Linked DNA regions of Zea mays: region 1 is linked to region 2. A link is a contact called in public Hi-C data. All regions are on one chromosome and are shown on one strand. The core of a region is the stretch at or near the end of the contact, and the rest is flanking DNA. Distances in the headings are between cores, read along the strand shown. Region 1 has its middle 120 kb from the start of LOC100192851. Region 2 has its middle 18 kb from the start of LOC100283750.

Region 1 (7,023 bases), core at 3,933-6,432, 150 kb after region 2:
AACTCTCCTGCCAGGTGATCTTCCTTCTTATTGTCGCGAGCCCTGCCACCCTCCACGGGTGGCCTGGCCTTGTGAAAGTGGTGCCGAAGCATGGCGCACTCCTCAAGGGTGTGCTTGACGGGCCCCTGATGATAGGGGCATGGCTCCTTGAGCATCTTGTCGAAGAGGTTGGCACCTCCGGGAGGTTTCCGAGGGTTCTTGTACTCGGCGGCGGCGACAAGGTCCTCATCGGCGGCGGCGTGTTTCGCTTGCGACTTCTTCTTGCCTTTCTTCTTGGTGCCGCGCTGAGTTGACGCCTCGGGGACATCTTCCGGTGGGCGGCCCTAGGGCTGCTTGTCCTTCCGGAAGATGGCCTCAACCGCCTCCTGGCCAGAGGCAAACTTGGTGGCGATGTCCATCAGCTCGCTCGCCCTGGTGGGGGTCTTGCGACCCAGCTTGCTCACCAGGTCGCGGCAGGTGGTGCCGGCGAGGAACGCGCCGATGACATCCGAATCGGTGATGTTGGGCAGCTCGGTGCGATGCTTCGAGAATCGCCGGATGTAGTCCCGGAGAGACTCTCCCGGCTGCTGGCGGCAGCTTCGGAGATCCCAGGAGTTTCTAGGGGGCACGTACGTGCCCTGGAAATTGCCGACGAAGGCTTGGACCAGGTCGTCCCAGTTGGAGATCTGCCCCGGAGGCAAGTGCTCCAGCCAGGCGCGAGCGGTGTCGGAAAGGAACAAGGGGAGGTTGCGGATGATGAGGTTGTCATCGTCCGTTCCACCCAGTTGGTAGGCCAGCCGGTAGTCCGCGAGCCACAGTTCTGGTCTCGTTTCCCCCGAGTACTTTGTGATAGTAGTCGGGGTTCGGAACCGGGTCGGGAACGGCGCCCGTCGTATGGCGCGGCTGAAAGCCTGCGGACCGGGTGGTTCGGGCGAGGGACTCCGATCCTCCCCGCTGTCGTAGCGTCCCCCACGCCTGAGGTGGTAGCCTCGGCGCACCCTCTCGTCGAGGTGGGCCTGACGGTTGCGGTGATGGTGCTCGTTGCCGAGGCGACCCGGGGCCGCAGGCGCTGTGTTGCACGTGCATCCGGTGTGGATCGAGGCTTCCCGCATGAATCAGGAAGTTGCGGCGCGATGTTCCGAGGGGTACCCCTGCCTTCGGGAGGCGGAGCTTTCGGCCTGTCGGACCGCGGCATCCTCCAGGAGATTCTTGAGCTCTCCCTGAATTCGCCGCCCCTTGGTGGTTGATGGCTCCGGCATCGCGCGGAGAAGTATTGCCGCTGCAGCCAGGTTCTGGCCGACTCCATTGGAAGTCGGTGGCGGCCTTACCTTGACATCGTCGGCGATGCGGTGCTGGATACCCTAGGGTAGATGACGCACTTCTCCGGCCGGAGGTCGGCCCGCCCATTCCTGCCCGATGTCCCAACGGATCGGCTCAAGTGTTCCTGCCCCCTCGTCGAGCGTGGCCTGCATCTCGTGGATTTGCTCGAGCTGTGGGTCATGACCCCCCGCCGGGACGGGGACCACAGCTAGCTCCCGAAGGATGTCAATGCGAGGCACAGGCCTAGGGAGATCACCGTTCTCCGGCATACCAAGATGGTTGCCTTCGTCGGGACCCCCTAGATCGACGTGGAAACATTCACGACTTGGGTCGCAGTCCTCGTCGCCGAGGCCGCGGCTACCGTCGGAACAGTCGGAAAGGTAATAGTCGCATGCGGTCATGAAGTCCCGCATGACATTGGGGTTACCAAGTCCGGAGAAATCCCAACAGAAGTCGGACTCGTCATCTTCCTCGGACCCCGAGGGCCCGTAGGTCGAGACGGCCGTCAACCGGTCCCAGGGTGACCGCATACGATACCCCAGAGGGTTTGGACTCGCCTCTATGAGAGCGTCCACCAAAGCGAAGTCGCTTGGTGGGTTGAGGCTGAATCCAAAAGGAGCGAGATGGGAATCGGTCGGTACCTCTTGGTCGACATGCGGTGACGAAGTCACGTCAGGGGTAGACTGCACCGCCGTCTCAGGTATGAGGGTGACGCCCAGCAAGTCCCTTGCGAGCGTGTTGGCGTCGTCCGTTTGCTTGGGGTTGGCGTGTTGCGGGGAGACGGCGCTCGTCTTCGTCTCAGACGCGAGGTCGATGCCCGACGTGCCCCCCGTTGGGGTGCCGGCGCCGTCGACTCGCTCGACAGCCGACGAGGTGCCGCCTCCTGCTTGGCCTTGGTTGCCCCGCCTCCTCCTCCGTCGGCGGGGGAGGGGACGGGGCGAGCTCGAATGTTGTTCTTCCACCGCGCGGGGAAGACGTCGTCGATTCCGCCGCCGGCAGGCGGGTTGTCGGCTGCCATTGTCGCTGTCGCGCGGCGGGGGAAGGAGTATCATGTCGTAGCTGCCGTCGAGGGACATGAACTCAAGACTCCCAAAACGGAGCACCGTCCCGGGGCTGGAAAGGTTGCTGGAGACTGCCCATCTGGAGCTTGACGGGAAGTTGTTCGTCAACACGCAGCAGTGCCCTACCTGGCGCGCCAACTGTCGGCGTTTCGAACCCGGGGGGGTCCCTGGACCGACGAGTAAATTGTCGCCGCGTGCCCCAGCCCAGATGGGTCGGCGCGAGACGGAGCGCGAAGGGGGGAAGAAGCCGGAGGGAGACAGGCGTGAGAGGTGAAATCCCGCAGCCTTCGTGTTTGTCCCGCGCCCAGGTCGGGTGCGCTTGCAGTAGGGGGTTACAAGCGTCCACGCGGGAGGGAGCGAGCGGCCTCACGCGAGCGCCATCCCGTCCTTCTCCGCGCGGCCAACCCTCTGTAAGAGGGCCCTGGACCTTCCTTTTATAGGCGTAAGGAAAGGATCCAGGTGTACAATGGGGGTGTAGCAATGTGCTAACGTGTCTAGCGGAGGAGAACTAGCGCCCTAAGTACATGCCATCGTGGCAGCCGGAGAGGTTTTGGCACCCGGTTCGTGTGGTGTCGTGGCCGTTGGAGGAGCGCCGGAGCCTGGCGGAAGGACAGCTGTCGGGGCTGTCGAGTCCTGGCTGACGTCTTCTTGCTTCCGTAAGGGGGCTGAGAGTCGCCGTCGTCATAGAGCGTGCGGGGCGCCATCATTACTCGTATAGCGGAGCGAGCCAGATGGGACGCCGGTCTTGTTTCCCGTAGCCTGAGTCAGCTTGGGGCAGGGTAATGATGGCGCCTCCTGTTGACGTGGTCGGTCTGAGCCCTGGGTTGGGCGAGGTGGAGGCTCCTCCGAGGTCGAGGTCGAGTCTGTCTTCCAAGGCCGAGGTCGAGTCCGAGCCCCTGGGTCGGGCGAGGCGGAGACCGTCGTCTTCCGGGGCTGAGCCCGAGTCCGAGCCCTGGGGTCGGGCGGAGCGGAGTTCGTCGTCTTCCGGGGCTGAGCCCGAGTCCGAGCCCAGGGGTCGGGCGAGGCGGAGTTCGTCGTCTTCCGGGGCTGAGCCCGAGTCCGAGCCCTGGGGTCGGGCGGAGCGGAGTTCGTCGTCTTCCGGGGCTGAGCCCGAGTCCGAGCCCTAGGGTCGGGCGGAGCGGAGTTCGTCGTCTTCCGGGGCTGAGCCCGAGTCCGAGCCCTGGGGTCGGGCGGAGCGGAGTTCGTCGTCTTCCGGGGCTGAGCCCGAGTCCGAGCCCTCGGGTCGGGCGAAGCGGAGTTCGTCGTCTTCCGGGGCTGAGCCCGAGTCCGAGCCCTGGGGTCGGGCGGAGCGGAGTTCGTCGTCTTCCGGGTCGGGCGGAGCGGAGTTCGTCGTCTTCCGGGGCTGAGCCCGAGTCCGAGCCCTGGGGTCGGGCGGAGCGGAGTTCGTCGTCTTCCGGGGCTGAGCCCGAGTCCGAGCCCTGGGGTCGGGCGAAGCGGAGTTTCCTATGGCGCCTGAGGCCGGACTTGGCTGCTGTCAGCCTTACTCTGTCGAGTGGCACAGCAGTCAGAGCAGCGCAGGCGGCGCTGTCCTCTTGTCAGGCCGGTCAGTGGAGCGGCGAAGTGACTACAGTCACTTCGGCTCTGTCAACCGGAGGGCGCGCGTCAGAATAAAGGTGTCAGGCCACCTTTGCATTAAATGCCCCTGCGATTTGGTCGGTTGGCGTGGCGACTTGGCCAAGGTTGCTTCTTGGTGAAGACTGGGCCTCAGGCGAGCCGAAGGTGTGTCCGTTGCTGGAGGGGGTCCTCGGGCGAGACGTAGATCCTCCGGGGTCGGCTGCCCTTGCCCGAGGCTGGGCTCGGGCGAGACGTGATCGCGTCCCTCGAATGGACCGACCTTTGACTTAATCGCACCCATCAGGCCTTTGCAGCTTTGTGCTGATGGGAGTTACCAGCTGAGATTTAGGAGTCTTGAGGGTACCCCTAATTATGGTCCCCGACAAGTGTATACGTTCTTTCTACCGTATTAAGATGAGAATCACCAAAACTTTTGTATACGTTCTTTCTACCGTACTAAGGGCTTGTTCGTTCTACCCCAATCTATATGGATTGAGGAGGATTGATGGGGTTTCAATCCCTAGTAAATCAAAATCTCTGTCAATCCGTATCAATCCTTTTCAATCCATATGGACTGAAAATAACCGAACAAGCCCAATAGGGTAAGATCTCGTGTAGTAGGTTTTAGGTATCATTGCCTTCAACATTTAAAACATTACAACATATGTATTTTTTTTTGTTATGTTGAAAAACATATGACCACGCTAATTGATTTTGCTATTGTAATTAAGGGCCTCTTTGAGAGGGCTCAAGTACTCTGACTCCTCCTGCTCTTTCTAGTGCTCCAGCTTTGGTCGTGTTGTGACCTTCGTGTGACTCTCGGAAGGGAAGCCGGGGCCGCTGCATCATCTGTTGACTGTTGCTTGCATGTGAGCTGTCGGCCGCCGGTTGGCCAGGAGTCTGAGCTCTCTAGAGCGGTCCCAAACGGCCCCTAAATGAAACATATCTAGCAATAACACGTTGAAATACATAATTATGCAATGTAAAAGTGCTTTAGTGCATTCTTGACCTATAATCCTGTTTTTTTAAAAAAAAACTAGGTACATGGAAAAAAACCATTCTCATGGACTGTTCAACTTGATGATTCTTCCATACGTCTTAATTTTGGTGTGCGTTAAAGTAATTAATGTTCGTTAAAAAACATTTACTGCGACCAGTGCCACTTAAGCTCGATGAACTCCCATGCATCTTGATCGTATATGTACAACTATATATAAATGCAGGACGTACAGACAAGAGTGCTTGCACACACACGTCCAGGACTTCCAGGGTCTCTTTTCAGTTTTAAGGTCCACGGTCCATCAGGGGCCACGGCAATGGCCGCTTCAACGAGCAGAACATCACCCGGAAACCACAAGGTTCTCCTCGCCGCTCTGCTCGGCATCGCCGCCGCAGCCTCCTTCCTCCCCGGATCGTCCGCCTGCACGTCCCTGGTCGCCCAGACCTGTGGCAGGACGTCCAACCAGCGCCTCTGCGTGTCCCTGCTCGAGTCCAGCAACCAGAGCCGCAGCGCCACGACGGTCCGGGAGCTCGCCATCATCGGGCTGAAGGCCGCCAGGAGATCGGCGCTCCGCGCTAGGCTGCACTCGTTGGACCTCAGCTACGGGGCGCGAGGCCGCGAGGGACGCCAGCGGACCGCCTGGTGGCTAGGTGCAACGCGCTGTACTTGGACTGCCTCCGCGCCGCGGCGAGCGCGCTGGCCAGGGTGACCTACATGCCGGCGTACGACAACCGCGTGGCCGACGCTGTGAGCTCCCTGCGCGTGTTCCCCGAGAAGTGCCAGGGCCTCTTCGACGCGCAGGGGATCGCGTCGCCGCTGGAGAAGGTGAACCGGGTGACTGAGGAGAAGCTGGGCATCGCGTCGGAGATCGTTCACTTGTTGCGCTAGAACCGGGTCTCGCTCCCTCATGGCTCATGGCTCATGGCATGGTGATGAGCGCACGCACAAATAGAGGACACGCTACTGGGTGGAGCTGATAAGTGCGTGGCTGATGCATAAACCACAGAGTAGTTGGTACAGTAAAACTGTGTGGAAAAAGTTCATTGATCTCTTTTCAGGAAATTAATGGGTTTGTTTACTGATGCATGTGTCGGAACATCTAGGTGTTGGGTTGAGTTTGAGGCTTTGAGCCGATCAAAGTTCTGCCAATTTGCATATTCCATTTCCTTCCTGGAGCAAGCTACATGTTAAAAAAACGTGCTTGGAGATTTAAGAAAAACATGTTGCGAACGGTTAGAACCTTTTCTTCTCAATTTTCTCCTAACTTGGTGTAACAGGCGGCCCTATTGTTGTAAACCTGTAGATAAATAACATTTGAAGGTCAATTACAGGCTGCAAGTAAAACATGTAAGTTTGTACAGAGACACGGCTACAAAGTGCAACAACAATAAGCAGCTCAATATATAACACTATAACAGCAGCAAGAAAGGATGTCAATTAAGAAACATATTATGACTAATTATTACATAGATTAGATAATATTTCCTTAACTCAGGATCAATTAAATAGCAAAACAGCACAAACACACAAGACATCAATAACATGCCAGCATGTCAAACACGCTTGACCAGTTTGGCACGGGAGGATAGGAGAACAGAGTCAGCCACCATTGCAGTTGCAGGCTTACAACAACAATCCCAAAAGGAAGGTGAAATACAGGAACGATTGAATGTTGGTTGCGGTGCTTACACGGCTTGTCGAGGTAGGGGAGGTAGGTGATGCAAGACGCGATCTTGTGCATGATGGACTAAATCTCCCTCATGATCTCCTTGTCGCTCTTCTCATTGATGGCACTGACGAACAGCAGAAGACCACCCGATGAAGCCATGGCTGACACAATGTACAACAACTACTTAGGATTGGTCAGGGTCGCTGGAAGATGGGGGATAAGATAGTGTGTGTGTGTGGCACACCCCTTCTCGACAACCTCGGTGTCGACGGCGATGTTGAAGTTCCAACACTCGAGCACAACCCCGCTATAGCTTTTCGGCTTCCAGCCATTCTGCAACAACAGTCTGTACCTGTGACTGGTTCTCTTCAAAAAATATGAGTCCTGAATAAGTACTACAGACAAGCAGGTAAGCAGAC
Region 2 (7,162 bases), core at 3,047-5,546:
CAGGAGATCCTTTATGGTACCAATCCCAATGCTAGTGCTAGTAAAAGGGTTGGGTATCTCACGAGGATAACCACACTTTTAGAATCGGAAAAGACAACGAAGCATTACAGTGGCTAACGGACGAAGAAATTGAGGTGCGTATCCAGGATCTGAAGAAGGATTTTGAAGCAAGATACGCCACCTACATAGGACACACAATGCTTCAATTTCAAGACAGGGAATCCATAGTGGCCCCGTACAACTTTAAGTAAGTGTGATTTTGCATAAATAAAATTAATAATTTCAATACACATGTATCACAAGTTTGATTCGTACAGGGACCACTGGATATGCTTCTTCATTTATCCTAAGGTTGGAAAGGTGCTGGTGCTCGACTCCTTGCACACTGAGCCTTCGTCCTATTCAAAATTCCTCGTCCTCTTAGAGCTGTAAGCCTTTTCTATGCATGCATACTTATATCGATGAGAATTGTAGAATAACATGGTGATTCTATTTGAGATCACAGGGCATTTAGGTTTTATAAGCTACGAGGTGGAAAGTACGACACGTCCAAAAAAGGCGTGCCATTAGACATCCATTATAACTGGTCGGTAAGTATGTGAATTTATGAATACATATCATACATGTACGTACATAGGACAACGTTGCAACTAAATAACCAATCTCCCGTTATGTAGTGCCACAAGCAACCACCCGGATCGGTCCTATGTGGGTTCTACGTGTGCGAGTTCATGAGAATGAACGGACGATACATCACGAACCCTGGCAAGGTATTATTAGTAATAGTCACGTATGTATTTATGTCATTAAAGATGCAAATGTGTTATTATTGAGTATAAATAGATAATGTTTATAAACTTCCTTTACAACAATTTCAACAAGGAAGCCCGGAGAACTTGACTGAAGGTGCATTGTATGGCATAGTTGAGGACCTGTGCACATTCATATTGAAAGAGGTCATTCCCGCAGAAGGGAAATATCACGATGCTTCCGGAATATTAGCTTTGCCAGAGTTTAGAATACTAACAGAAATTAGTAGACTATCTCTTAGCCGAGATAGTTATTAGAGCTTAAGTGAAAACTTTGATGTATATAATGTGTGATGCATACATGGTTGTAAACAAGACTTTGATGTATATAAATGTATGATATAATTTAATTCCATGTTGCTTTTAATATCAATACTACATGTTTATCAATATATATATATATATATATATATATATATATATATATATATATATATATATGTGTGTGTGTGTGTGTGTGTGTTTGTGTGTGTAAATATATAAATTTCAGTACGAAAATTTAAAAAAGGCGGGAAACCTTTCCACTGACGGCTAAATAAAACAAACCGCCAGTGAAAATAGCATTACCACTGACGGTTTTCTTAATAAAACCGCCAGTGGAAATGCTGGCGGTTCTTGAATAACCGCCAGTGAAAATGGCGATTTCCACTGGCCCCTAGCACTGGCGGCACTGAAAAACACGCCAGTGCAAACGTCTCTAGAACCGCCACTATAGAGGCTCTGTGTACTAGTGCATCCGCTAAGCAAAGCATATCAGAAGTTGGAGGCGTACCAAAGATCTGAGAAACTTCATTCATGGTTTCAAGCTTTCCATCTCCTTTTAACTTCCTCCCATGCATGGAATAATCGAACTAAACGATCCATCTACAGTAATTCAGCCAAAACATCAATCTCAGTCAATAGCGACGTATATAATCACTATCTTAAAACATTGATAAAAGTATATTTAAAAAAAAGAATCTGCAGATAGGTGGACGCGCGGGGCACGAGATACGGAGATGGAGGCACTAGCTAGCTAGCAGCCGCTGTCGCCGGACCTGGAGGCTGGTCCGATCAGCCGCACAGGCACAGCTGCCTCCTCCTCCGTGTGCTCCTCTCCTCCCAACGCTTTCTGCCTGCGCATGGCTTTCGGTTTCGGGCGGTTCGTTGCCTTGATTGGCTGATGCTGCTGCAGCTGGGCAGGGCCATGCATGGCGGCCGGCAACCGTACGTACGTCCGGCCCCGGTGGCGCGTGACACGGCCGTCCATCCCGCGTCTGTTGTTCGTTGAAAAGCTGCGCACAGTGAGATACCTCGGCCCGGCGGGCGGGAGCTGGGGACTGTCCTGCCCTGCACATCGTCATTTACACACACAGACACACACCGGTGTAGTGAAGGAGTCGTCGGCATACGGCGGCCAGGCTACTCTTCCTTCCTTTTAACCCACATGCACCTCCACTGTGCCGTATCCATCCTGCAACTCTCTTCAAGCCTCGTCGCAGCAGCAGCAGGGGCAGGAGGGCCATCTGAACCGAGCCATGGACGATGGACTGCCCTGCGCAGAGGTGAGAGAGGTCCGCGATCCAGCTCCGTCTCCATGATTAGCGATCAGCGGCGGTACACAGTTTCGTACCGATACGAAGAAGAAGAAGACGACGCTGCACTACCTCTGCCGACTGTGCGTGCGTGAGGTGAGAGTGGGAGTGGGAGGAATCTGCTGCGTCGCTGTTGCGGTTGCGGCGTTGCAGGGCAGACCTGCTGCAACTCCCCGCCCTCCCGTATGGTTCTCCTGCTGGCTGCTGCATACTACAGAGGGACGCAATTCAAAATCCCAGTGAGCGCTGCCCCCACCCACCCACCCACCCACCATTTGCTGCGCTGCCCAGCCCCCAGTACAGAGTCCTAGCGTTTGCGAGTGGTGTATTATGTGTATCTCTCGTGGATTTGATGATTCTTTTTATTTTCCCCCTCGTCTCAGAAGAAAATGATTGACTCTTGATGATGGGTAGCATAGCAGCAACTAGCAACGGTACCACTAGCGGCATGTGTGGTCTGGTGTCTGGTCTGGACTCTGGCCTGGTGATGTGCTGAGCTGGGCCTGGGCTGGTGGCAGTGGTGGGGCTCGTGGGCGTGGTGGGCCTCGCTGCGCAGGGACAGAAAGACCAAACAAGAGACAGAGAGAGAGAGAGAGGAAGGACGGTGGGCCGTGGGAGGTGTGGGCCGGTGGGGGAGAGCCGGGACCAGCCCCAGCCCCAGCCCTCGCCCTCTTTTTGTACCGCTTTCTGTTGTGCATATATATGACACTGAAAAGTTTAGAGAGAGATAAAAAAAAAGAGAGCTCTCCTGCTCGGCATGTTTTCGTATGTTGACAATCTGTGTTGCGATGTTTCGAGAAACCATTTTTGAAATTTTAAGCAAACTTGTTGACGAATGTGGTGGCAAATGCACACCACACCGCAGGTAGCGAGACGAGATTCACGTACCGCAACCGCATGCAGGCTGCAGCCTGCAGCTGCAGCGGCCAGGGTGGGGTTGGACTTGGATCATGCAATGCAACTGCTGCTGTCCTTCGCCTCTGAGGTTTATTCACGCCTGGCCTCGCCTCGCCTTTTCCAGCAGGCCAGAGCGGCGGACACGCGGATCGGAGAGACGGCTGCGGCAGCGGCTCTGCCTATGGACACGAGAGAAAGTAACACCGAGCAATCAAGCAGCGAGCATCTGAGGTTCGATCGACCAATCATGTGTGGAATTGAATCCCGCCACGCAACAACCAACGGTATTCATGAGCGTTTGGTGGAATGGAGCCGAGAAGGGAAGGGATAAAGAAGGTCCGGCTCTGAGGACGACACGGGTGGGGGTGGGGAGGCAACGGTAGATGCCGAGAGGAATTGTGGCCTGCGAGATGCAAAGTGACGACACCTGCAAAATGCGCTGGCCGCAGCTGATCGCATCGGATCGGATGGATGGGGATAGCGCTTTTGCTCCGCTAGTGGAGGAGGAGCCCTTGCATTGCCTTGGCATTGGGGGGACGGGGGATGGGGGCGAGCTAGCACGCGCCTAGGCCTAGCAGCACACTGCAGCAGCCAGAGCCAGGCAGGCGGGCTGGCGGGGCGACGGGACCACGACCCATCTATCGCGGCAGAGCGCGGTATAGAGCTTTTCACTGCCAAAGCACGGACGGGCAGGCGGAGCGAGCTGCGAAGCGTAGGCAGTAGTAGAGAAGCTACGCTACGGGGTGCATGACATGAGCGGCGCATGTGATTGGGGACAACTCTGCGGAGCGAGTGAGCGGGGTCCCGTCGTGCCACCGGCCTCGATGGAGGTTCGAGGCGAAATGCATGCTCTGTCATAGGGTTGAGGGGGGCCTTGCCTTGTGGGGACCAGACATGATTTTCGATCCACGTTTTTGTATTGGTCGTTGTTGCAATTTGCATCGCATGGCAGAGCCACCGCCCGGCCCATCATCGTTCATGGGCTGCCACGCCGCAGCAACAGGGATAGACAGAGTGGAGGGGTGTGGAACCATACGTGGATGCCGCCGCCGCCGTACCACGTGTCACCCAAAGCTGGAAGCTCCTATCACCGAGTGCCACTGGTTGTGCTAGCCTACGCTACAGATTACTACTATACTCTCTCTCTCTCTCATTTTCAGCCCACATCGATCTTATATATTACTAACACCGGTAAGTACGCACTGACTGTACCAGGACGATCAGTAATCACCACTTGAGCGTTTATATAGGGCTGCCGTGCGACGAAAGCCGTGACATCTGACATCTCCCCAGCTCCTTTCGGGCTGTACGCCTGTACCTGTACCCCTACCCCCCACTCTATGTTATGAGCGTGCCGAGTTTTGTTTTGTTTTTGTTTTTGTTTTTTTGAATTTTCAGGGTCCAGTGGAACTTGGATCGCTTGAAGATAAAACGTCTGCGCGCAGTGCAGAACTCAGGCCGGCTGACATATATAGGGCCCTTTGGTAGGGCTTATTTTTCAGCTTCGGCTCTGGCTTATGCAAAAGTTATGTCAAACACCTCTTTTTCAAATAGCTTCACCAGTGAAGTGCTTTTCCAAAATGAACTAGAGGACATGAGCCAAAAAAAGTGGCTCACCCGGCTTCAGCTCACGTCATTTTTGCACAATAGCTCTCCCACCAGTCCAAATTATTTTTTTTGGTCCTGCCCGCAATCCCTAGCCACGTACAGGAGAGATAAACTATACAAGGGTCTTTCTGAAAAACAACCTATAAGCCGTTTTGCCAAATGATTTTTTAGAATGGCTTTGGCTCATCTAAAGAAGTCGCTTCAACTCGTGAGCCAGAGTCAAAGCTGTTTTTGGAGAAGCCAGAGCCCTGCCAAAGGGGCCATAGACCACTCGGCGAGCCAGATGAGACCCGGAATCCCGGATTATACATTGACCGGACGGCAGAGGCCGGTTGAGTAGGTGACGCGAACCCTCCTCAGCGGGCTCAGCCTAAACCTTCCATCCGGTTCAGAGGGGGAATGGTACGCTTGTACTACCTCGCCACGCATGATACTGTCAGGAACTCACATGACCTGCCGGAGCCGGACCGGCCGCCGCACACTACCCAACACCACCCGCAACCGCAACCGCAACCGCAACCGTATCCATCAGCGGGTCCACTACTTTTTCCAAAGTAGATCCCGATCGTGGGAAGTATATTGTAGGTATAAATTAAAAGTATGGTTCAGAAACACGGTGATTGTCCAGGATTTCTAAGAGAAGAAGCAATGCAGTTACTTGTTTTTTTTTAAAAAAAAAGAAAATCGATGGAGAAGTATCGGCTAACTTCGTGAAAAACTTTAATTGCCAAGCCTCAGTACTTGTTCTCGACTTTTAACGGGGAAACAGAAATGTGTTGCGCTGTTGGGACTTGGAGCTGGCTGGCTGACTTTGTGGATACCTTTATTTTGCGAAGCGCCGAAGCCGAGCAATGGATCTAGAGATGGCAATGGGCCCTGATCCCTGATTCCTCGCGGGGAATTCCTCCATTAGGGCTTGTTCGGTTAGCTCTCAATCCATGTGGATTGAGTGAGATTGGATGAGTTTGAATCCCAAACAAGTCAAATTTCTTAAGAATTTTTTCCAATCCCATTCAATCCATGTGTATTGGAAATAACCGAACAAGGTTCTCTCCCGCGGGGATGTAAACGGGAAAAAAAATCCTCCCCCGATAGGTAAACGGGGACGGGGAAACATTCTCCATCCCCGTTCCCCGCGGGGACCAGTTAAACTTATATATGGTGATGTTTTCATGTAATATATAATGATAAAAATAAATAATTACATTGTTAAGAGATAACTCGTTGTATAAATATGTTATTTTGATGTACACATAATGAGTTCTAACATCTGACAATGTATATAAGTGATAATGTTTTATATTAATAACAAAGAAAGTATGTCATAATTATAATTTAAGCGGGGAAGGGGATCTCCGATGGGGATTTATCCACGCGGGGAACGGGGATGGAGAAGAAATGCCCCCCGCAAGAGTTCGTGGGGATCCCCGCGGGGAAATTTTTGTCGCTGGGATAGGTACGGGGAGCCAAAACCCGACGGGGATTTCCCCCTTGCCATCCCTAAATGGATCCTTTCTCAACGAACACGTGGCGGCCCGATCTTGTTGCGTGTATCATGCTGCGCACGGTTCACGCCGCAATGGTCGCGTCGTCGCATCCACTTATGGATGGCAACGGGGCCACGCGACAAAAAAAATTCCCGCAGGGATCCCCACAAACTCTTGCGGGGAGCATTTCTTCTTCATCCTCGTTCCCCGCGGGGATAAATCCCCATCGGGGATCCCCGTCCCCGTTTAAATTATAATTATGACATACTTTCTTTGTTATTAATACAAAACATTATCACTTATATAGTCAGATGTTAGAACTCATTATATGTACATCAAAATAAGCATATTTGTACAACGAGTTATCTCTTAACAATGTAATTATTTATTTTTATCATTATATATTACATGAAAACATCACCATATACAAGTTTAACGGGTCCCCGCGGGGAACGGGGATGGGGAATGTTTCCCCATCCCCGTCCCCATTTACCCATCGGGGGAGGATTTTTCCCCGTTTACATCCCCGTGGGGGGAGAACCTTCCCCATCTCCATCCCGTAATGGAGGAATTCCCCGCGAGGAATCGGGGCCCATTGCCATCTCTACATCCACTACTATACTACTATGGCTCAGGTTTGGCCTTCTTCATGGAGCCTAATTAAACACAATAATGCTTTCTCTTCGGCCAGGAAGTTATATCTGCATGCATGGCAATGGCTCTTCGCCATGCTGCATCGAATCCTTTGGTTTCCGCAATATGTGAGCAAAATGATCAAAAGCTAACG

What was found. A called contact is a pair of places that touch in the nucleus more often than the background predicts.
Region 1: a Hi-C map of ear shows a contact between it and region 2, with 9 times the contacts expected there. The contact joins two enhancer-like sites. A contact is called at or near these places in 3 of 25 Hi-C or Micro-C datasets (ear, leaf and root tip).

Annotation. Positions count from the first base shown.
Region 1 is chr3:29,472,704-29,479,726 of Zm-B73-REFERENCE-NAM-5.0, forward strand. No RefSeq gene overlaps it. Among protein-coding and RNA genes, the nearest start is that of LOC100192851, 120 kb to the right of the region's middle. Within about 2 kb of position 5,183, at least 11 of the 20 cell types and tissues checked have an H3K27ac peak or open chromatin away from gene starts, as enhancers often do. A contact at or near this core is called in ear, where this site is marked.
Region 2 is chr3:29,324,080-29,331,241 of Zm-B73-REFERENCE-NAM-5.0, forward strand. No RefSeq gene overlaps it. Among protein-coding and RNA genes, the nearest start is that of LOC100283750, 18 kb to the right of the region's middle. Within about 2 kb of position 4,297, at least 18 of the 20 cell types and tissues checked have an H3K27ac peak or open chromatin away from gene starts, as enhancers often do. A contact at or near this core is called in ear, where this site is marked.